Linked DNA regions of Mus musculus: all the other regions are linked to region 1. The links are chromatin contacts, called in public Hi-C and promoter capture Hi-C maps. All regions are on one chromosome and are shown on one strand. Each heading gives the region's core, a stretch centred on a gene start, on an enhancer-like site or on the middle of the called end of the contact. The rest is flanking DNA. Distances are from core to core; before and after follow the strand shown.

What was found. Promoter capture Hi-C pulls out the DNA fragments that hold promoters and counts their contacts. Hi-C and Micro-C count contacts between places; a contact is called where the count stands out from the background.
Region 2: a contact with region 1 is called in a promoter capture Hi-C map of pre-B cells. The contact joins the promoter of Gdf7 here to the promoter of Odc1 in region 1.
Region 3: a promoter capture Hi-C map of pre-B cells shows a contact between it and region 1. The contact joins the promoter of Rhob here to the promoter of Odc1 in region 1. A contact is called at or near these places in 2 of 39 promoter capture datasets (cranial neural crest and pre-B cells) and 2 of 484 Hi-C or Micro-C datasets (CD4 T cells and pre-B cells).
Region 4: a promoter capture Hi-C map of pre-B cells shows a contact between it and region 1. The contact joins the promoter of Pum2 here to the promoter of Odc1 in region 1. A contact is called at or near these places in 3 of 39 promoter capture datasets (cranial neural crest, frontonasal cranial neural crest and pre-B cells).
Region 5: a promoter capture Hi-C map of pre-B cells shows a contact between it and region 1. The contact joins the promoter of Sdc1 here to the promoter of Odc1 in region 1.
Region 6: a contact with region 1 is called in a Hi-C map of CD4 T cells, with 4 times the contacts expected there. The contact joins the promoter of Laptm4a here to the promoter of Odc1 in region 1.
Region 7: a contact with region 1 is called in a promoter capture Hi-C map of pre-B cells, with 4 times the contacts expected there. The contact joins the promoter of Ttc32 here to the promoter of Odc1 in region 1. A contact is called at or near these places in 2 of 39 promoter capture datasets (cranial neural crest and pre-B cells) and 2 of 484 Hi-C or Micro-C datasets (CD8 T cells and pre-B cells).

Annotation. Positions count from the first base shown.
Region 1 is chr12:17,543,445-17,546,503 of GRCm38.p6, reverse strand. It overlaps Odc1 (ornithine decarboxylase, structural 1), which reads right to left and starts at 1,631. Exons shown (of 12, transcript NM_013614.2): 1 at 1,336-1,631. Gm22748 (a small nucleolar RNA gene) reads right to left here and starts at 358; the gene lies at 223-358.
Region 2 is chr12:8,300,298-8,303,356 of GRCm38.p6, reverse strand. Gdf7 (growth differentiation factor 7) reads left to right here and starts at 1,403. Exons shown (of 2, transcript NM_001312876.1): 1 at 1,403-1,790. The coding sequence starts at 1,424. It also overlaps a transcript of Ldah not described here.
Region 3 is chr12:8,498,587-8,501,645 of GRCm38.p6, reverse strand. Rhob (ras homolog family member B) reads left to right here and starts at 1,637. Exons shown (of 1, transcript NM_007483.3): 1 at 1,637-3,059. The coding sequence starts at 2,014. The coding sequence ends at 2,604.
Region 4 is chr12:8,672,624-8,675,682 of GRCm38.p6, reverse strand. It overlaps Pum2 (pumilio RNA-binding family member 2), which reads right to left and starts at 1,424. Exons shown (of 21, transcript NM_001160220.1): 1 at 1,203-1,424.
Region 5 is chr12:8,769,947-8,773,005 of GRCm38.p6, reverse strand. Sdc1 (syndecan 1) reads right to left here and starts at 1,610. Exons shown (of 5, transcript NM_011519.2): 1 at 1,305-1,610. The coding sequence starts at 1,370. It overlaps Gm4755 (a long non-coding RNA gene), which reads left to right and starts at 1,735. Exons shown (of 3, transcript XR_381238.4): 1 at 1,735-2,041; 2 at 2,378-3,059.
Region 6 is chr12:8,919,685-8,922,743 of GRCm38.p6, reverse strand. It overlaps Laptm4a (lysosomal-associated protein transmembrane 4A), which reads right to left and starts at 1,437. Exons shown (of 7, transcript NM_008640.2): 1 at 450-1,437. The coding sequence starts at 785.
Region 7 is chr12:9,028,568-9,031,626 of GRCm38.p6, reverse strand. Ttc32 (tetratricopeptide repeat domain 32) reads right to left here and starts at 1,630. Exons shown (of 3, transcript NM_029321.2): 1 at 1,431-1,630. The coding sequence starts at 1,570. It overlaps Wdr35 (WD repeat domain 35), which reads right to left. Exons shown (of 27, transcript NM_001159527.1): 27 at 2,780-3,059.

The sequences.
Region 1 (3,059 bases), core at 382-2,881:
CAAAGCCTATATTGCCTAACAAAATGAGCACTTCTGGGATCCTGACTGTCCTCAAATGCCTTCTAATATCCACTTAGTTATGGATAATAACCATATGGAAGGCATTTTTGGTCAACTTTATGACTAACAAAAATAAGCAAGGTCACCACTCTTAATAAAAGCTTCTGTCTGGGCCTTATGAAATGGACAACAGCAAGTGGCCAAGTAAAACTCGTTTTTTTCCGTTGTGTGACCCACTTCAGTGCCTGCAGCCTACAGGCACGGAGGCTGGGCAATGGTTAGGAGCCACAATTTGCTCTAGCATGGGACACTATGAGAGGCCCACGGGGAAGAGCCTGCCATAAATCCAAATCCATGCATGGTTAAACATGTTAAGCCTTAATTTAACGAGACTTTTGGCAATGTCAACTTCCGTTAGCTGCCTAAACCTCTCCTAAGTTAAGACTAGAGAAGAGAGCCAGCCAACTCGTTGTATATCATTTACAACTGATGAATGGGCTTTGGCAGTAACTTTGTAATTTTAGGTCTTAAGTATTTTCCAGGCAACCTTCCGGTTTAAACACGAAAAGCTTTGAGATACTGTTTTGCCTTTCTGTAGCTTTGCCTAAATAATATAATAGATAAGATCTGAAAGAAAAATGTTACTAACACATTTTGGTATGGGAAGTAGCTAAATCGTGTCAGACAATTAGCACAAGAAGGTAACTCTGGAAGATATAAGCCAATTAAAACAGAAAAGAATTCCAATCAGTCAAAGTCTGCCCGATCTTAGGTTTGAATAAAACAAACCACTACATTCTTTGTCCTCTCCCAGACATTCCTGACAGGCTCTGCCCCCCACACTTTTTCCAGTTATTGAGGATTCTGAGTAGGGTTTCCGGGACAGCCGGGAACCCGTTTTCCCCTAAACCACTAAGTCATTCAAGGAGTTCTAATTCCAAGTCACAGCTGGTGGGTATTCATTAGCAGTGACTCCCAGACTAAATTTGGTCTACCAACTTCCACTCCGGGTCATCGCCTCTGCTCTGTACACGTAGTGAAACTAAAGAAAGCAGCAGGAAACTAACTGCAGGACCGCTGCTCGCGGCCGCGCTCCCCTGCACCTGCCGCGGGCTTGCCCTCCATCATCACCCGGGCAAGTGGAGCGCTGAGTCCGGCTGACGCGAAGAGGGCTCCCATGGGGGGATCCGAGGGCTTGCAGCCGAGGTCCAGGAGCAGCTGCCTTCAGGGCGGCGGCTCGCAAGGTCACCGGTCCCGGGCCACGTGTCCCCTGCCGGCGGCCGCAGTCCGGGCCTCGCGACACGTGGCCGCACATCCCTCCCGCGTCCCGCTCACCTCACAGCACGGTGGCCCGGCTGGCCTGACCCATGGAGGCGCCGCCGCCAAACCCCGAGGAGCGCCCGTCCGTCCGTCCGTCCGCCCGCCGCCGCCGCCCCGTCAGCCGCCTCGTCGAGCCCGCCGCAGACGCCGACCGGAGGTGGCGCCGAGCTGCTGGCTGAGGGCGGCCGGCGGTGGCGGCTGCAGGGACTGACAAAGCCCGACGGTGCGACGCGCCGCTACTTATACGCCGAGCACGTCGTCATGGAGACGCACCAGCTCAAACCAGCCGCGATCGGTTCCGGCCGGGAGGCGCGGGGGAGGGGCGGGGACTCCGTGGCGGCCAACCCGGGTCCCGGCGCCGGAGGCGGGGGACGCGGGCCGGGCGCGTCAGTGGGGCGGGGCGCAGCGCGTGCCCACCCACCCGCCCATACGCCCCGCGCTCCCCGCCGGGCCTCGTGTCGGACACGCCCTGCGGCAGGCCTGCGCACGCGCACCACATCACCAGTCCTGGCTGCCAGCATGCCGCAGGGCCCTATGGGCAGCGGGCGGGAGTCGGCTGGTGCATGCGCACATGTACCTGGTCGCCAGTCTCTCGCCCCCTACCTCTCCGCCTAGGCACACAATCTCTTCCCCCTCTCCAGGTCCTAACGGCTGAACCCAGACCTGGAAGACTAGCAAAATTCTTCCTCGGCTTTCCATTCAGGGGGTGGTATTCCCTAGCGGGGCAGGCGTATCGCAGATGCAAGCGGAGGATGGATGGGCCGTGAGCTGTGCGCCGGCCACATAGACTAGACTTGGTGGCGCAGACTGACCCTGCATCACGACCCTGTATGCCTAAGCCTGAAAGCTTGCTGAGAGACAAGCCCGCGGAGGCTGACCCGGCCACTCCGTGTTATGTTGGTGGCTTCCAACTAGATGTTAGGCATCAGTTGCATGCTAAGTACGCCTTCTATCTAAGCAAGGGTCGTATTGAAAGGCGTGTTAGGGACAAGGTAAGAGGTGGTGGACAGCCACCAGCTGTCTCTCTTATTCTGTCTTTCAGGGTAGCTACAACTTTGAGAAGCCTGAATGCGAACAGAGTCTGGGCAGTAAATTTGTATCCACCAAAGTTACATTGTTAAAGAACAAGTGGGACTGACTTACATATTCAGTATTGGAAAAACACACGAACACTACAATTTGTTACTATGTATACTATGTATACGATGTTAATGGTTTGTTAATTCTCAGTTAAAACCCCTCTCCCAGCCCAGACGTTGAGATACCATAGCAGTACCAAAAAACTAACTTGAATCACAGCAAAGGAAAAAACTTGAAGCTTTTCAAGGGCCTGAGCAGGGCCAGATGACCCACACCTTTAATCCCAGTACTCAGGCAGAGGCAGGCTTTTGTTTATTTGTTTTTTGTTTGGTTTGGGTGGTTTGTTTTTGAGACCTGGCCTCTCAGTTTAGCCCTGGCTTTAGTGGAACTCTACCTGCCTCTGCCTCAAGAATGCTGGGATTAAAGGTATGTTCCTTCTCTGACCAGCTAAATCTCTTAAGTTTGAGACCAGTATAGTCTACAAAGAGTTCCAGACCAACCACGGCTACATAGTGAGACCCTATCACAAAACAAAGTCAAACAAACAAACCCCACTGGCTTTTCTCCAGAGGTCCCTAGAGAAAATCCACAACCCAGCTCCACTCCCAAACTGTTGTGCAGTTTTGTGCAAGCCTTGGTCTCATGTACCCAAGGGTCTT
Region 2 (3,059 bases), core at 154-2,653, 9.2 Mb after region 1:
AACAGCAGGAAGGCCCTGAGTAGGGAGGCCAGCAGCACAGACCGTGGTCCAGGTGCACGCGTGCCTGCTATCCAGAGGGCGAGGTGGGAGTATAAGACTCCAACGCGGGAGCCTGGGCTATGTAGTTTATTAGGAAGAGGCTTTTAGATAGCACCTTGACCTGACTCACGGACCGGGCGTGGATTCTGAGTTTGGTATCCAGAACAATGCTAAAGTAATGGATTTGGGGTCCAGGCTTTTAAATCCCTTGGACAGTTGGTCTATTTTCTGGACATTCTTGCTCTGGGGTTTGTCTGAACTAAATCGACACACATGCTGGCGCCTTCCCCCCTCAGAGCAGGAGTGGGGAGGAAGTTAGCCAAACAAAAGTCCCAGCGTCTGTATGCTCAAGAGTCGCCCAGGCATAGACCAGAGGTGGCCCTTTCCACCCATGCTCATAGAGTGCTATAACCATGCTGGCATCCGAGCGCTATTCCATGGCTTTGCAACGCAGCCTCTGGGCTTGTGGTTGCACTCTTGCCTTTTGCTCTGAAGACCTTGAAGAAATGTGGTCACCTGCCCCACTCTCCCCTTTCCCCGGGCAAATTACTTTGCACATTCAAACCCTGAGACCTAATTTGAGTAGGATTCCGCTGGTCCCCGCCTTCCTAATTCATTAAACCCTTTAAGATTTCAGCTCCTGCTTTGGCTCAAGATGCCCACCCAAAGCTTTTCCGGTCCGTGCCCATCTGTACCCTCCAGCCACTCATCCTTCATCACAGATCCTCTCCCTTTCTCTGGCCTCCCACTGTTATCTTCAGAGGGCTGTGGACGGGAGAGGGTGGCATCCAAATGTGTATCGTAAGCATCCCTAGGAACTCCCTAATGAGCATCCATCAAGGGGGCGTACGGCGAGAAAGCTGGATGGGAGGGGCCCAGTCTTGACTTGGCCCGGGTCTGGCATCCCTAGCACTCACAAGATCACGCGGAGGGCGGTGTTTCTCCATGGAGGAGTCGGGAGGAAGCTGGGCGGGTACGCGAGACGCCCCATCTTCCAGCCAAGGAGTGCGCTGAGGTCTTGGGGCGGAGGGGGGTGGGGGCTCGTAGTACCTTCGGGAGGGGAGGCGGGGCACCGCGTTGTGGCAGGAGCCTCGGGCGGATGGCCTTCTCTTGGCAAGGACAAGGACCAGGCACTACAGCAAGGGGAGGCGACTTCTACCCTGCACTGCGCGATAGGCCTGAGTTGGGGGGCTCAGCGCTGCGGGTTGAACGTTCAGCAGGGGGCGCTGCTCCGAGCGCTGGGCGGGGGTGGGGTGGGAGAGGAGGGGGGCAGCGGCTTGCTGCGCACACTTCCCCCATTATTAAACACTATGTTCAAAAGGCGTCGGGGGACTTCCCGGAGCCACGGAGCCCGTGTCGCGCGGCCGGCCGGCCCAAGGAGCCCATGGACCTGAGCGCTGCCGCCGCGCTGTGTCTCTGGCTGCTGAGCGCTTGCCGTCCCCGCGACGGGCTAGAAGCTGCCGCGGTGCTCCGAGCGGCGGGGGCTGGACCAGCCTGGAGCCCCGGGGGCGGCGGCGGCGGGCGGACCCTCGCCCGGGCTCCAGGCCCTTCAGCTCTCCAGGCCGCTGCGGTTCCGGGTCCCCGAGCTGTGCGCCGCGCTGCGGGTTCTGGCTTCAGGAACGGCTCGGTGGTGCCACACCACTTCATGATGTCGCTTTACAGGAGCCTGGCGGGGAGGGCTCCGGTCGCGGCAGCTTCAGGGCACGGGCGTGTGGACACAATCACCGGCTTCACAGACCAAGCAACTCAAGGTACTTTACGCGTCTTCTGCGCACCAGCCCATCCCGTCTACTCTTGACTGGAGACGAGCCGGGGGAGGCAAGCCTCTGCCCGATTCGATCCTGAACTATGATCCCTATAGTTATCCTCAGGTGCTGGAGAGAAAAAGTTGTCTTCGAAGTCATTGTTCACGAACCCCTAAGCCAGTCAAGGCTTGGTCTCCGAGGGCTAAGGGAGTGGGAGCCGCTCTTCAGAACAGGCTGGCAGGTTCCCCTCAAGCCAAGCGGAGCTCAAGATCCGCTTCTTTGGGGGAAGGGTCTAGTGTAGCCTTGGGCCTGGAGCCCTGGGAGAAGAAAGAAGGGCAGGAGTTGTGGCCTTTGAGTTCCCGCCAAGAGGGACGAGAGCAGTGATGGTAGTGCCTTGTGTTCAGCGGGGGACTGGGGACTATACACAAATTGAAGCTCAGGGGAATTCAGGGTAGAGCAGCTGGTATCCAATTAAAGTCATGGCCTCTCGGTATCAGAAGGACCCCTCTCAGGCAGGCCGTTTCGGGTGGATGGTGGCTTGTGTATGGGAAGAGAGTTTGGGTGCCTGCCTTCCTTCTGTGACAGTAGGCCCCAGCAGCCAGAGTCCAGGGCCTCGGCTTGTGTGGGGAGAAAAGGGATGGTTGGAGCTCAAACATCACATTTTACCCTGTGTAGGGCCCTCCAAAGGTAGGATGTGGGTGGGGTTGTGGGGTGGTTGTAGTATGTGTGTGTCATCTGGCTTTTATTAATCTCCATTGAAGTCATTAAAGCAGACAGATAGGGAAAATTTAACTAATTTCAGGCGGAAATGCAAGTAATTTTGGCTTCAATTCTGCCCAGCCAAAGATCTAGCTTGGAAATCAGGAGGGAAAGGAAGGCAAGTAGGGCTGAAAAGTGAGGCTAGGCAGCCTTTGGCAGTCTGCAGGCCTTTGATACCAGCGTGGGAAAACAGGCTGTGGCTACCACGCATCAGCCATCTCAGAAACACACTCAGTGCGCAGCATGTACGCACAGACAGCTTTGTTTCCATACATAGAACTCTCTGGCCCTGACGGTCCTATGGGGGCACTTAGGACCAGCATCTATTTTCCAAGGGTCTGTCATGGCACGCCACACTGACTGGTGGGATCCTTACAGGAAACTCCAATCCCAGTGTGCAGCAGAATCAGGAAAAACTCCTAACCTGTCCCTGCATAGGACGCTCTCAAGCTGCCAACAGTGAGAGGGGCCTAAAGTAACAGAAGCATCCGACTTTGTTAGGGCTGGCTAAGTGTA
Region 3 (3,059 bases), core at 388-2,887, 9.0 Mb after region 1:
ACTGTAACATGGGGATTATATGTGAAAACATTGGCTGCTTGTGTTTGGTCTGATTATAGCAGGATCTGATGTTAAGAACTAAAAAGTTCCACTTTTGAAAAACTGGGTTAGCTCCCAAAGTCATTTACCCCTCCCCGTTGTTTTCTCTCTCTGTCTCATTTGGTTGCCCAGACTGCCTAGACTTGGAAGGCCAACCCCTGTGCGTCCTGTGTGGCTGGGTCTACAGGTGGGCAGGCCTACCACTGCACGGACCATTTTTACTGCTTCTTTAGGGCCCAGCATAGTGCTAGGTCTTCATGATGCTCAGGTGGGAGGAAATCCTGGCCCTCGGACAACTCACAGTCCAGAGAGAGAGACAAAGAAATGGGTCATAAGGTCATCATGACATGGTCACTGAGAAAGCTTTCTCTTAGCTGGTACCCCTAGCCTAGCCCTCCATGAGGACCCCACGCAGCAATGTTAAGCCATTTCCCCACTTTCTTTCCTCCTTTTTCTTTGTTCAGTTTCTCTTGGGGGCGGGGTAAGGCCCTCTTTGACGCCCTTTGCAGCTTTCTGTCTTTCCTATTTCTTACAGTGGACTGGCTTAAATCCTTTAAGATAGGAAGAGGTGTCATCTCCTGCAGGAAGTGGTAATTCACGAGTTAAGACCTGGTGTGTATGAAGAAACTCCATCCTCTGTACAGAAACCGTGTGCCCACCGGCAAGTTCCCTGCGAGGCCGCATGCCTGCTTTCCCAGCTTGAAGCTTTTCATCTGCTCCATGAGAGTTGTTGGGATAGATGGGTTTCCTTGCACAGTGTACTTCAAGCAGTTCTCTGGCTTTAGGGCGAGAATCAGATGTAATGTGGTAGGACTGGGTGAAGGTTGCCTGCCCAAGCTGGGTGCTTTCTTTTTCAGCGGAGTGCCCTGCACCTCGCTTTCCTTTGTCCTACAGCTGTGTGTCTCCTAGATTCCTCCCCTTATCTTCTTCACCCGGAGACCTAAGTGTGGGCCTTGAAGAGAAAGCCGAGAGGGGACTCACCCAGGCCCACACAATTTACTGTTAGCCTTTCTCAGTGAAAAGGCTGCCCTGGGTAAGTGTCAGAATTCGGCCCAGAGCACACGAGGGGTTAGTTATCTAAACAAAGTTAAGAAAGAACGAAACCCTTGGCTAGGTAACAAAACCGTGCACCGGTGTCTGTTTAAGTGAAAACAAAACCACGTTAAAGGCGCCGCCCCTCCCCCATGCTTGATCACCCGTAGTTCGCTCGGAAGCTAGATAAAGCTGAAGCCCTGGGAGCAGCCAACGCCCCACAAGAGTGTAGCTCGTCTCGGAACTGCCCACCCAGACCCGGAGGGCTCCAGGCTGCCTGCTCCACGATGTCGCACTCAGAGAGGCTGCGACGAAGGCGGGGACCCGGCGGCCACACAACCCCACGGGGCGGGTCGCCGCGCAGACTCCACAGTCAACGCCTCTCCCAGCCCCGCGGACAGGGCAGTCAATCAAGCTAAGGCGAACCCGCCTTCGGACTGCAGCGGGCGACCAATCGGAGCCAAGCTCCGCAGCGATGAGCTCAGCCCTATGGCTTCCCATTGGGTGGCTATATTAAGAAAGTGGCCGGACTCTTTAAATAGCGGGCGCTAGGGCCGCAGCCCGCATCTGCCACCGCAGTTCGGTTGTCGTCGTCTGCGCCCCTGTACCCTAGGTCTAGAGTGAACCCGCCCCGGGAAAGAAGCTAGGCCGGGTCCGCAGCATCAGCCATCACTTCGCACAAAGCAGCGCAGCTCCGGGACCGCCGAGGACCACAGCGGCGCGGCAGCGGCGCGGCGACACTCAGTGCACCGTATGCCCCTGCGCCCCTGCCGAGGCAACCGGAGCGCCCCGAGAGACCGCGCCGCCGCGGGGTCCAGGTGCAGTTAGCGAGCCTAGCCCGCAGCGCGCAGTCGCGGGAGAGCGGGGAGCGGCAAGCAACAGGGAGCGGGACGGCGGCGAGGCGCTCGCGGGCCCCTCCTGCTGCCCGCGCCCGGCGAGCTCATGGCGGCCATCCGCAAGAAGCTGGTGGTGGTGGGCGACGGCGCGTGCGGCAAGACGTGCCTGCTGATCGTGTTCAGTAAAGACGAATTCCCCGAGGTGTACGTGCCCACCGTGTTCGAGAACTATGTGGCGGACATCGAGGTGGACGGCAAGCAGGTGGAGCTGGCGCTGTGGGACACGGCAGGCCAGGAGGACTACGATCGTTTACGGCCGCTCTCCTATCCGGACACCGACGTCATCCTTATGTGCTTCTCGGTGGACAGCCCGGACTCTCTCGAGAACATCCCCGAGAAGTGGGTGCCCGAGGTAAAGCACTTCTGCCCCAATGTGCCCATCATCCTGGTGGCCAACAAAAAAGACCTGCGCAGCGACGAGCATGTCCGCACGGAGCTGGCCCGCATGAAGCAGGAGCCAGTGCGCACGGATGACGGCCGCGCCATGGCGGTGCGCATCCAAGCCTATGACTACCTCGAGTGCTCGGCCAAGACCAAGGAGGGCGTGCGCGAGGTTTTTGAGACGGCCACGCGCGCCGCGCTGCAGAAGCGCTACGGATCCCAGAATGGCTGCATCAACTGCTGCAAGGTGCTATGAGGGACGCGTCCTGCCTCACGCCCTTGCCAGCGTGGCTCCCCCTCCTTGGCCCGGTCGCCCACGAACCGGGAGAAAGGGAGACCCATGCCCCCAAGGACACCACCAGACTGCCTGACATCTGCTGGTGGCTCTGGCTGGTCACGCTGAGAATTAGCGTGGGCACCGAGCTCCCCCTTCCCAGTGTCTGTGTGTGTCCAGCTGTGTGGCACAGGCCTGGGCACCCTGCTGAGTGCCAAGGGGTTCCTGAGCATCCTTTTCTAAAGAGCCAGGCCTCAAAGTGTGGTTGTGTGTGTGTACGACTCCCTACACCCCACCCGACTCCTGCCCCACCCCCGCCTCTGGTTTCCCCAGGGGCACGCAGAGTGGTTGCGCCCCCAGCAGGTTTGCTTGTAACCAGCAAGCCACTACTGTTGCTCCATGTCTGTAACATAGACCCCTGGAATGGCGGGAGGGGA
Region 4 (3,059 bases), core at 175-2,674, 8.9 Mb after region 1:
TGCAGACAATTACTTATGACTGGTCACATGATGTAAATCATTTATAAACAGCAGGATATCGGACTAGCAACAGAGGCTTATTATTAACCAATTAAAAATAATCCATCTTTGTATTTTTAACAGGATTCCTGGCCAGAATTCCCTAAACCATCCTCCATTCACCCGGTCACATGGTTAGGAGTCACGAATCTAAGCGGTGAACAAGCTTCAAACACGCCAAGGTAACTCCTTAAAACTGCTTTCGTGACACACTGTATCGTTTCCAGGCACTGCACCCTGCTAAGCATTTAAAAACATTTCTCCTGAAATCATCACAGAAAACCCCTTCCTCCAGATTTCTTTAAATCTGAAAAAAACTATCATAGCATGTCTTCTTTTGTACATAAAACGTCTGAATTCCATTCCCTTCCCCAAAAGTTCAGCTGTTACAGAATAAAAGGCTACGAGGAAAAAGAAGGGTTTCTAAAGCCGTATTCTTGGAAGAAGCACTAACTTTACACGTGTTCGGCCATAAACTCCGCACAGTTTATTTCCCCTCAAATTTGACCGTATTCACAAGCAAAACTAAGGTTCGAATATCTGAAGTCGCTGTTTTGGTCTTCGGCTTTCAAGTTCCTCGTTCTTCGGGTACCGAAGAGATGTTCCCCTAACAAAAAGCACCACGTTCCTTTCTAAGGCACCTGAACAGGTCGAACCCCAGTCCCGATTTTCTTTCACATTCACATCCGTTTGCCAAGGTTTTCCTGGACACTCGCAGGCCAGAGGACCACCCCGCACCCCAACCTAGCGACCCCCGCCCACCCACCCTCGCTCTCATAAACCCACTCCTTCCGCTTCACCCACTTCCACCTCGCACGTTTCTCTGGATTCACCGTGCTTCTTCCAGACTGTGGGCACCGAGGGGCTGGAGGCCGCCTGGCACCCACACGGATCTGGTCACTAAGGCCGGCAAAGGGCGCGGGGCGCGGGAAGGAAGCGGGAAAGCGGCGAGTGCGCCCCCTCCCCCGCCGGCGCACACCCCCTTCCGGCTCCCCTCCCCCGGCATTGTGCGAGCGGGGCCCAGGCCGCGGCCCGCCGCGATCCCCGCCCAGGCCCGACCCGTTCCCGCCCGAGGCCTGCTCCCGCGGAGGCCGCCACACAAAGCCCAGAGCCGGCCCCCGCGGCGCCCACGGACCCGACGAAGCGAGCGCGGGCTGACTTACAGGGCTGCTGCGGCCGCGCTGCCTCAGCCGGGGGACACCGACCGTTGGGCACCGGCGGCGACGCTCTCGGCCGTCCGTCCTCCCCCTCCGCCTCCGGTGGCGGCGACGTCTTCTTTCTCCTCCTCCTACCTCCCTCCCCCCCACCCCACCTCCTTCTTCTCCTCCCCCTCCTCCTCCGAACCACCGAAGTACCGAGGGTGAGGCACAGAGACTCACAACAACATGGCTGCCGCCGCCGCCTCCCCTCCCCTCCCTCCCCCGCCCACCGGCCGCGCGCAAAGCACTGCGGGAGAAAGGGGGGAGCACTCACCCAGCCGCGACGCCTCGCAGTGAAGTGCGTACTTCTCCCGCGCGCCGGGCGCAGGGGGCCGGCCGGGGCTCCGCGCGTGCGCACTGGCGCGGCGCTCTCCTCGCGGGTGAGGCCGCCATCGGGCGTGCACTTCCCGGCCTTTACCTTCTGGGATCAGGGCTGGCCTGCACGCCGGACCTCTGGCGCTCTGCTCCCGGGGCTGGTCACGCGCCTCGTGTGGTGCTGCAAACCCCCGACTTTCTGTGTGAGACTGAATTTATTCATCCACCGCTTCCTCCCGGATATCTCATTGTTCTCCCTAAACTGCCTGTGTGTAAGCACTGCTGCCCATGCACCCCAAAATTGAAGTCTCTTTCCCCCTACTTCCGGTATGCTGGCACCTACAGGAGTTGTAGACCTTAATACAGCCCTACCGCTCAACGTTTATCTCCCCTTTTCCACTCAAATGTTGGAGGTTTAGGGATAAAAAAAAAATGCACCTTGTTATCGTCTACAGTAGGCAAGTGTTACTGACTTCCTGCAATTGATGAGCCAGGGGTACTGGGTAAGCACAAAAGAAACTACCTTGGCTATGTATCAGACTGAATGTTTTCTTATTACCAGTTACAGAATTGTCTTGCCCTTCCTTGAAATCTGCAGGGAACAACAATGGCTCCAAAGATTTGGTCGCAGTCGTTGGGACCACTTTCTATCACACCTCTCTTGGAGAGTTTAGGCCCTCATGGGACAACTTCCTAATTAATGGCTTACCTCCTGGTTTTGACAATCCAGGGCCTTTTAATTAACTCAGTGTCTTCCCTAGGCATCTGTGAGCTCTACCAGGCTAAGGACTGTATGTGCTTTGTTCATGTGATGTATCCTAGTGCCTGTTAAACACAGCTCTTTGGGTTTTCATCATTATAAAGACAGACTGATTTAAAATTTATCTTGCCGGGCGTGGTGGCGCACGCCTTTAATCCCAGCACTTGGGAGTCAGAGGCAGTCGGATTTCTGAGTTCAAGGCCAGCCTGGTCTACAAAGTGAGTTCCAGGACAGCCAGGGCTATACAGAGAAACCCTGTCTCAAAAAACCAAAACCAAAATAAATAAATAAATAAATAAATAAAAATCTTACTGTTGTATCGCTTTGACAGAATACTAAATCAGGTCATTAATAAAGAAAATAAATTTACTTCCCAAGCGTCTGAAGACTAGGAAGTCCAATGCTAAAAGTAGTGGAAAGATCCTTGGGGCTGTGTAATCAATCCCATGATAAAACTCAAAAGGACAAAAGACCAGGAGGGGAGGGCTTGAGCTTGCTTTTATAATAATCTACTCAAAATAACATATACTCCCTAGATAGTGATACTAATTTATGCAGGAGAGCCCTTTGACTTAATCCCACCTCTTTTTAAATATCAATATGCATGTTTGTGTGTGTACAGGTGCACATGTGTGTGCATGGCACGTGGAGGGATGAGGTTGACACTCTCACTGAGATTTTACTGGGCTGGCCGGCCAGTGAGTCCCAGGAATCCTTTTGTCTCTGTCTGCCAGGCATTGTGATTA
Region 5 (3,059 bases), core at 361-2,860, 8.8 Mb after region 1:
TGAGGCTCCGCACCTCGCCTCTGCCTTCCAGGGGTTGGGCAAAGCCGCCAGTGGAAAGGACACCCGGGACTTCACAGCGGGTGCGGGGGCTAGGGGCGTGGACACCCGGAGGGCAGCGCTGACACCTGGCGGCGACCCAGGACCCGGCCCACGTCAAGGACCAGCGCTGCGGGGCGGTTCCCAGGGAAGGGTTACAGGGGCCGAGAACAAAGCGCCCCCGTTGGGGAAGGCGGGCTAGCGGACGGCGGCTGGGGCGGGAGAGCACTTTCTGGGGTACCCTCGACCAAGCTCTTTGTCGGCCAAGCCGCTGATTAGAGAGACCGACCCCCACCAAAGGTGGATGGCTGCATCCTACCCAGAAGCTTTCCCCCACCAGTCGCCAGCTCCACGTTCGTCCCTCTTTCCCCGCGGCCCTACTGGGCGGGCCAAGGGACCCGCCTTCCCTACGCGCGGCTTCAGCACAAAGCCGAGTCGGGGGAGGGGAAGAGCCGTACCGGGGTCCACTCGCGGGGAGGGTCCCCCGCGCGGGCCATGCGGAGGAGGCCCTCCGGGGGCAGCACAACTTCAGCGACCCCAAAGTTGGGTTCTTAGGGTCTTCAGCGTTCTGAAGCCAACTTCCCGGAACCTCCCGCTGCCAGCTCGGCCCGGCTCACCTGGGGCAGCCAGAGAAAAACCGAAGGTCCCTGAGCCACCCTCTTGTGTCCCACAAACAGCCTTAATCCCGTCCCTCCCGCCACCCCGAACGTCAGCTTCCCCCTGTTCCCGCGCCGGCTCTGCTGTGCCCAAACTTGCCCCGGTGCAAAGGGCCGAGCGCCCGGACTCCGCGGCGCTGGGGGTGCAGCCTGCAGTCTGGTTTGAATTAGGGTCTATGGAAAAGGCGTTGTGGCCATGGCCACTGCATCCCTCCGGGACACTGGCGGAGGCCAGGCCGCTGAGATGGCCAGCAAGACAGCAACGGGAGAGAGCAACTCCAAGCGGCGCCTAAGGCCGGCGGAGCGCCTAAGGCCGGCGGACTCAGACCCATGTGGAGTCGTTTTACTTAATTGGGAGCGGGGAACCAATGGAGGTTCCACTCTGCAGGACGCCCGGACCACGAGCTGGGATAGCCTCCTGGCATCCACGGACCGTAGAGGAATTGGGACAGGAGTCCTCATTAAAGGGCTCACCATCCCAGGATCCGCCAGGCAGCGCGGGAAGAAGTCCCCGCTCCCCTCCCCCTCCACGTGCTGCCGCCTGCATGGCATCGGCGAGTGGCGAGTCCCGGCTTCCCGCCGCCTCCCAGCCCTGCCCCGGGCCACACTCACCGGGAGGGCAGGCTGCAGGCGCAGCGCCAGCGCGCAGAGCCAGAGCCAGAGCGCCGCGCGTCTCATGCTGCCCAGACCGGCGGCGGGAGCTCGGTGGGCTTCGTGGATCCGAGTTGCCGGTTGCACGGAGCTCCGGGCCGGCTCTGCTGATTGCTCTGCGCTTTGCTGTCCCAGGCTCCTGCCCAGCTCGCTGCTCTCTCGAGCGAGGGCTGTAGGTTTCGCCGGCTGGAGTCAGCTCCCGACTGCCAGGTCCCTTCCTCTGCGTTAGGCTCTGTCTCCTCTGGCCCGCACCTCTCCCGCGGAGCTCCGCCTTATAATAAACCCAAAGGCTCTGCAGTTGCAAAACTAGCCGCCCACCCCCAGCTCCGCGGGCCTGGGTAGTCCCAATCTCCACCCCTCGGGCCCCGCCCCCTGGGTTGCCCCGCCCCTTGGAGCGCCCCACCCCCCAGGGATCCAGCCACACCCCCTTCCACGCCTCCTAGGATCGAAGCCCACCCCACTCTTCAGCTCTTGCAGGTCTGAGTCCCACCTTCCTCCCCTGAGCACTGGTGAGTGCCGGCAATCTGTAATTCCCGCGTCGCACCTTCCTTGATGCGTAGCTGACGGAGACCCAGGTGCACTCGCTACTATGTCCTGGTCCGGAGTCCGGAGGCACTGCCCTGGAGAAGGGCGATTGTTAGTTCTCTACGTGCGAGGCTGCAGCGCCCTCTGGGCGAGGACACCCAGGGGTCCTCCAGGTGAGCAAGATTTTGGGGGCAACCTCGGAGCCCCACAGCGATGAGGCTATATATAAACCGAGGGATCGATGTATGGTTCCCACCTCCCCACGGGCTGAGGATAGGGGACCCCTGAGGTCTTGGTCCTTTACTTAATTGCTGGGAACTCCAGACCTTTAAAGACCTTTAAAGACATGAGCACTGTCTGGAAGAGCTGGCTTTGTTATTGTTTTTATTATTATTATTATTATTATTATTATTATTATTTTCTTTTTTGCTGTCTTTCTATTTATAGAAAGCCCCTTCTCTTCCTTGTCCAAGACCAAAGGAAAAAATAAATGGCCTCTTTGTTTCCAGGTGACCGCAGGCCTAACCAGCTGCGGAGCTCCAGTTGAATTCCTGTTCCTTCATGATTCTCTATGGGGCCTGGACCTCACAGTTTCCAACGTCCTTCAGACGTGTCAGTCCAAAAAGGAGCCCAGAGAGCCTACAGGCGAGGCAGATAGCAGCGAGAGCAAGGAGGAAGAACCAGCCCTGTCTTGCCCTCAATCTGTAGATGGTGCCAAAGGCCCTTTGCACCTGCAAGGCAGGGGCCATAGATGGCATCCATCCTTGTTCCTCAGCCCCACATCAGCTGGCCTGGACTGAGAAGCTAGATCTGAGGCTCAGCGTCTCGGGAAGTCCCCAGTGTAGACTCTACACTGTGGAACCAGCCTTCTGGGAATTCAACAGCCTCCTTTACACACACCACACCTCCAGCAGTAGCCCAACAACCAGCACCCAGTTGTGTTTGAACACTTTTGTCCTCAGGAAACTCTCCCTTTTGGCGTCTCAGCTGCCCTAGGTCTAACTATGGGCTACATACAGATCCTGCCCAGTTCTTGCCTAGATCCTTGAGGGTCTTGGTAAAGAATACCCAATAGCAAGGCTCAGGAAGGCTTAGGACCTAAAAAGCAGGTGCCTCCTAACACAGTGGCTTTGGGATCTGAAGTCAGCTCTTCAGTCCTTTGAGCCTGATATTTGGAGGAAAATAGGACAC
Region 6 (3,059 bases), core at 188-2,687, 8.6 Mb after region 1:
GAAAACCCACCTGACAAGGCAGGGAGGGGGTGTAATGAGGAAAATCTGACCCACTGTAAATTCTGGCTAACGTCTAGACTCAAAACAGAGACCTCTGGCTACATCACCGAACGCCTCAACAAAAACTGCAGGAGGCACCCGAACTGGATTTCGCTTTCGATTCGGACAAAACGTCCGAACTGGCTGCATAACTGCGGGACAATAATTGTTTCGATGGGGGGGTGGGGCGGGATGAGGGTTGCGCACTTCCCGAACCCGAAATGACGATCCTATTCCCATCCCCTCCCAAATCCTGGGGAGCCCCATCTCGTAAAGCCTCAGTTCACAGTTAAAAGCACCCCGAAAAGTAGCGCCCCAACAACTTTCACGTCCCCGCCCCCTGCCCACCAGGCCCACTTGTCGCGCAGGCGCACTGGCCTGGTGGAGCGGCCCTGCCAGCCAGCCCTTACCATGTACCAGGTCCCCAGGATGATCGTCCCGGTGCGGACATGGCAACAGCCGCAGCACCGGGTGCTGTAGAACCGGTCGCTGCGGCTCCGTTTGAAAGTCATGGACACCATCCGGAACCTCGCGGGCCTCGTTCTCGCCCAGGCCCCTGACAAAAGCTTTCGGCCCAGCGGTTCAACCCAGACGACTCTACGACGGTGTCCACAGCCAAAGGACGCGTCTTCTGGCCCGCCCTCGGCCCGGGCCCTTGCCAACTCCTGTGCGCCTGCGCTCTGGGCGCCCGGCGCCGCTCTCGCGGGACGTCGGCTCGGAATCTCTCCCTCCGCCTTCTGCCACATACAGACCAACGAAGAGCGGAAGGCCGGGCTACCTGGCTTCTGATTGGAGAAGATGTGGAGATTGAAACAGATCACGCCCAATCAAAAGTTCAACTCTCTCCGGCGCTGTTTGACCGCGGTGCGCGTGGCTGGGCTCGCTGTCGGGGGCTGTAGGAATTGAGGGTAACTCGGTAATTCACCGTCTCCCAGACGAGCTCCGCAAGGAGGAGAAGGGTGAAACAAGACGGAGTTGGTGGCAGACAGCGGGCACGGAGATTTTTGGCGCTGTCTTTCGCCACGTTGTCTTTGTCACTGCGAGGCCCACGTGACGTATTCGTGCTCTATTGTTGGGCCTGTCGGGGCGTGCCTGCGGGAAGGGGCGTGGCTACCATTCTGGCGTGGCCCTCTAGGCTCAGACCAGAAAGGAGGGCTCGCAAGTAGGCTAAAGGATTGGATTTCTGTCCTTCCCCCATCTCTCTGAAGCCTACTTAGAGGGAGCCAATAAATACCACTGGACTCTGCCAAAGGCCAAGGGATTAAGGAAAATGACAGCATGATAAAGTGGAGAAACCGCTTAGCTGTTGAGTTTATACAGATAATAGTGATTTTTTTTTTCTTCTTGAAGAGAAAGATTGTGAAGGACATTGAAATAGGCCAGAAAAACAAGCAAAAAAAAAAAAAAAAAATAGAGAATGAGAGAGTGTGTCTTAAGTGAGAAACAAGCCACACTTTTCTGCATGCTCTGATGCCAGAGTGAGCCTCAACTTTCTGTGGGATGCTGGACATTTCTACAGCATGTTACACGAGACTCACTGACTCATACCTCTTCTCAGAGAAAGCCATTTGACATAAGTTGGGTGATTCAGTTATCATTTTTACTTCAACAATGGGTGCTTTATATTCACTCTATAGTTCCTTCTAACATCTTATGATCCTCATTAACTGAGTCAAGTTTTTGACTGAATTTATTTTGTATTTGTTTTAAGATTTGTGGCTATCAGCCGGGCTGTGGTGGCGCACGCCTTTAATCCCAGCACTTGGGAGGCAGAGGCAGGTGGATTTCTGAGTTCAAGGCCAGCCTGGGCTATGCAGAGAAACCCTGTCTCAAAAACAAACAAACAAACAAACAAGGCTTGTAGCTACCTTGAGAAGGAATGAAACTGTACCATAGTGTGCAGCTGTGGATAATAGGCATAATCAAATAAACACTGAATAATTTCAAAGAACCTCAAAAGTATTTTGGAAAGAGGAAGGGAAGAGATGTCAGGACAAAATCCATGCCTTTACCATAATTTAAGCCAGTAGACAATGCTAGAATTTTATTAATGAAAATATAGTATATATGAAGAGGTGGTAAGTGGGTAAAGTGCTTGCAAAGCAATCGTGAGGATTCATGGAAAACCAGACGCTGTGGCTTTACCTTTCTGTAAAACCCAGCTGTTACAGCCAGACAGATGTCTTGAGTGAGGAGACATCCCTGCAAGCTCTCTGGCCAGCTAGCCTAGTGTATGAGGAAGCAAATGAGGGGGATGCAGGATTTGTGGGTCTTTAAGGTTCCTAGAATATGTGTGTGAGTGAAAAAACGCTACATGTGTAGCAGTCGCTAGAGGAAGCCAGAAGCAGACATAAGATCCCCCTGGAGCTGAAATTGCAGGCTGCCTGATGTGGGTCCTGGGAACTGAACTCTAGGCATCTGAAAGAGCAGAAAACACTTGGTTTTTTAGAAGACTGTGTTTTATGTATATGAGTGTTTTGCCTACCATAATTGAAGCCAGTAGACAATGCTAGAAGTTTATTAATGAAAATATACTATATATGTCTGTTAAGAACATGGACTGGGCATAAGGAGATGGCTCAGTGGGTAAAGTGCCCACTGGAGGCCAGAAAAGGGTGTTGGATTCTCAGGAACTGTTGTTACGACTGGTTGTAAGCCTCCATGTTGGTACTCGGAACCAAACCCAGGTCCTCAAGTGTTCTTAACCACTGAGTTATCTTCCCAGCCCCTCTTTAATTCATAGTCTCAATTTCCCTTCCCCGTTCTTTCTCTTTTCCTTTCTATTTTTGTTTTATGACATGATCGCAACCTAGCCTCCAGCTCACTATGTAGCTTAGGATGCTCTTCAGTTTCTGACCCCCTTGCTTCTGTCTCCTGATCCCCTACCTACGTCTGTCACAAATCCAGGGTTTGTGCATGCTAGGTAAACTGTACCGAGCTACTTCTCCAACACTTACAATCTTATTTCTTGTTCAAAAAAATATTTATGCTTGGTGCCTGCCTTTCTCACTTTTCCCTTC
Region 7 (3,059 bases), core at 381-2,880, 8.5 Mb after region 1:
ATGACAGCTGGGGCTACACAAAGAGAGAGAGAGAGAGAGAGAGAGAGAGAGAGAGAGAGAGAGAGAGAGAAATTCCCAGTTTCTCTGTTTCTCTGTGTTCACTCCACACATTACATAAGCGCAACAAAGGCAAATCTTGAAGTAACTAATGCTACATGTGCAGGCATTAGCACAGAAGATAGCCAGGCTGTGAATATCACAAAGAGTAAAAGACTTCACTCTATTACAGTGGAATTGTGAACCTGCAGAGTTGGATCGATTCTCCCGGTTTAACGACCAATTCACAACCAATACAGAGACATTGGGACAAACAATACGGAGGGGCTAAGAGTAAGACTCCCTGATAAGCAGATGTATCAAGAGAGGAGCTGAGACTAGATAATAAATATAGTGAACTGCCAACCTGACCTGCTTCTTCCTGACCCGGCTGACCGGAAACAAAAACCCGGCAGCCTAAAAAGGCTTTTCTACTTTTTTTTCACCAATAGAGCCCCCCACCCCACCCCACCCCCGCTGATGGCTCTGCTATGCTACTACTACACAAGTTCAAAGCTGGATCGGACATGCTTAGGGCTCTGTGCTCAAACTGACCAACCCTCAGTTCCTTAAACCCTCAAAGGAGTGGATCTGCGGGTTCCTGAAATCCTCTTCCGCTTTGCCGAGGGTTTTATCTGTTTGCCCACTCAAGTTTTCTCACCCCTAGGAAACCTTTCCTCATTAGCGGATTCTCTCATAAGCTGTACTTAGTCGTGGCACCCTCCTCCTCCTCCACCACCTCCTCCTCCTCCGCTGCTACCTGCCTGGCTTGAGAGTTTTACTGCCTTTTAATTCCTTAACTGGCAGAAAACAGAATGCAACCAAGACCCCTAAATGTCAAAATTTTTATAATTATCAGATTTTGGCTCGACATACAACCCCGTTTTCTAAAGACTCAAAGCGTAGTGGGAATAGAGGGGTCAGAGTGCACATCTTGATAAGCTGCTCGAACTCAAATATCAAAGTAACAAAGAACTGTACTGGGCAATAAACGTTTCATCGCTGGCTTGATATTCTACAGAAAGGACTCTTGTGATGTTCTAGCGGTGTCACATTAACAACCCTTAACTTCAGGAGTGTGCTGTGACGTCGTGGTAAACACTAACGGGACAGCTGGGTGCAGCGACTGTGCTTAGCTTAAGCGGGTGCTGAACCGGAACCTTCGCGTCCGGAACACAAAGGCGTCGCTGTGGTTCCGAGGACGACCACCTTCCCTGCCCAGAACAGCGGCTTCCTGCCGCCTGGGCCTCTGCGGAGACCAAGGCGTCCCCTCCCCGAAGGACAGGGCTCGGAGGGGATCTTTTCTGGGGAAACCAAGCGGCAGCCCAGGACTCCGCGGTCCGCGCGTGGCTCGGGGACCACCCACGCGCCCAGCCCGCTCTCGCGATAGTTACCTCCCGTGACGCGCGCACTGGCCAATGAAGGCGGAGTACAGCTCCCGGGCCTCGGCAAACTCGCCCCTGGAGAAGCGAGCCTGCGCCGTGGCCAGGGCGGCCGAGCTCTCTCCGCCCTCTCGGCCTGGCCGCAAGGCCATGACCGCCTCACCCGGGTGGAAGCGGAACCACAGCTACCGCTCACGGGACTTCGTTGGCTAAAGGAAAAGGACGTTTGTCCTGTTTGAAGACCCGTAGTATCGCGAGACAACTGGTAGCGCCTGACGCCGTTCGCGGGAAATTAAGAGAATTTAAATCTTTGTGACATGTGTATACATAATTAGATTAGATTAGATTAGATTAGATTAGATTAGATTAGATTAGATTAGATTAGATTAGATTAGATTAGATTAGATTAGATTAGATTAGATTAGATTAGATGGATGATAGATAGACAGACAGACAGTGCCCATGGCCGGGCGGTGGTGGTGCGCATATATCCAGGCAGAATGCTGTATACATAGTAAATAAAGAAGTCTTTAAAAAATTTTTTTTTAGAAAATAATTATAGAAGCAGACAGTAGAGGGCAACATAATATTGCTGTTTTCATTTTAGATACCCAAAATAAGCGTCTAGAGCTATGGCAACAGAGTTAATATTCTGTTACTTTGAAACAAATTTGTCCATGTTTCTGAGTGTGAACTTTCTGTAGTCTCTATGGTAACAATTCTCTGCCACTTCAGTCACTGTATATTTTCCTAAAAAGACTTAGCTTTTTCTCCCATGTGATATATATTCTGTGTATGTCTCTGTGTGTGTCCGAGGATGTGTCTGTGGATGTGAAGACAATGCAAATGCCACATTTCCCTACATTATAGTGGAAGGAAACATGGGATAAACGTCCTTTTTTCCCTTCAGAATTTGTTTTCATGTTTATTTCAAATAATGTCTCAGAAAAACTTTTGATCTGAGCTCTGAGAATAAAGAAAAGTGATTTGTTTTGTTTTTTCGAGACACGGTTTCTCTGTGTAGCCCTGGCTGTCCTGGAACCCACTCTGTAGACTAGGCTGGCCTCGAACTCAGAAATCTCCCTGCCTCTGCCTCCCAAGTGCTGGGATTAAAAGCATGTGCCACCACTGCCCGGTCAGAAAAGTGATCTTAAAGTACATTTCAGCAAAATATAATGAGCTGTGTATGGCAGATGAGAGAGGTCGGCAGTGCCTGTGCAGGTACACTGCTTACCAGAATGCTGGGACCGGCCACATTAGTGCATGCTGTGGCTGCTGGGGTCACATTTAGGCCACTAGAGTACTCTGAACCATGGCATAGCTCGGGATAAGCTTGATGATAACTACAGCATTACTCAAAATCAGTTAATTCATGTTTATTACAAAGAAAAGAGACCAAATGCTTCCTCTTGAATGAGGCTTGTAGTCTTTAAAACTTCAAATAATAAAAAGTCTTAAAATGCCATTTCCTCATTTATGAACATACAGAAATTTAACCTTAAGTAGAAACAGAGCTCATGTCCTAAGCCGCTGCTGAGCCTCCCTGAACCCAGGTCATGTCTGTTCTCTGCTTCAAGGCAGCCCCTCCTACCCTCTGCCATCCCCAGCTACCTCCCAAGGGGTCTCTAACCAACTGGTAAC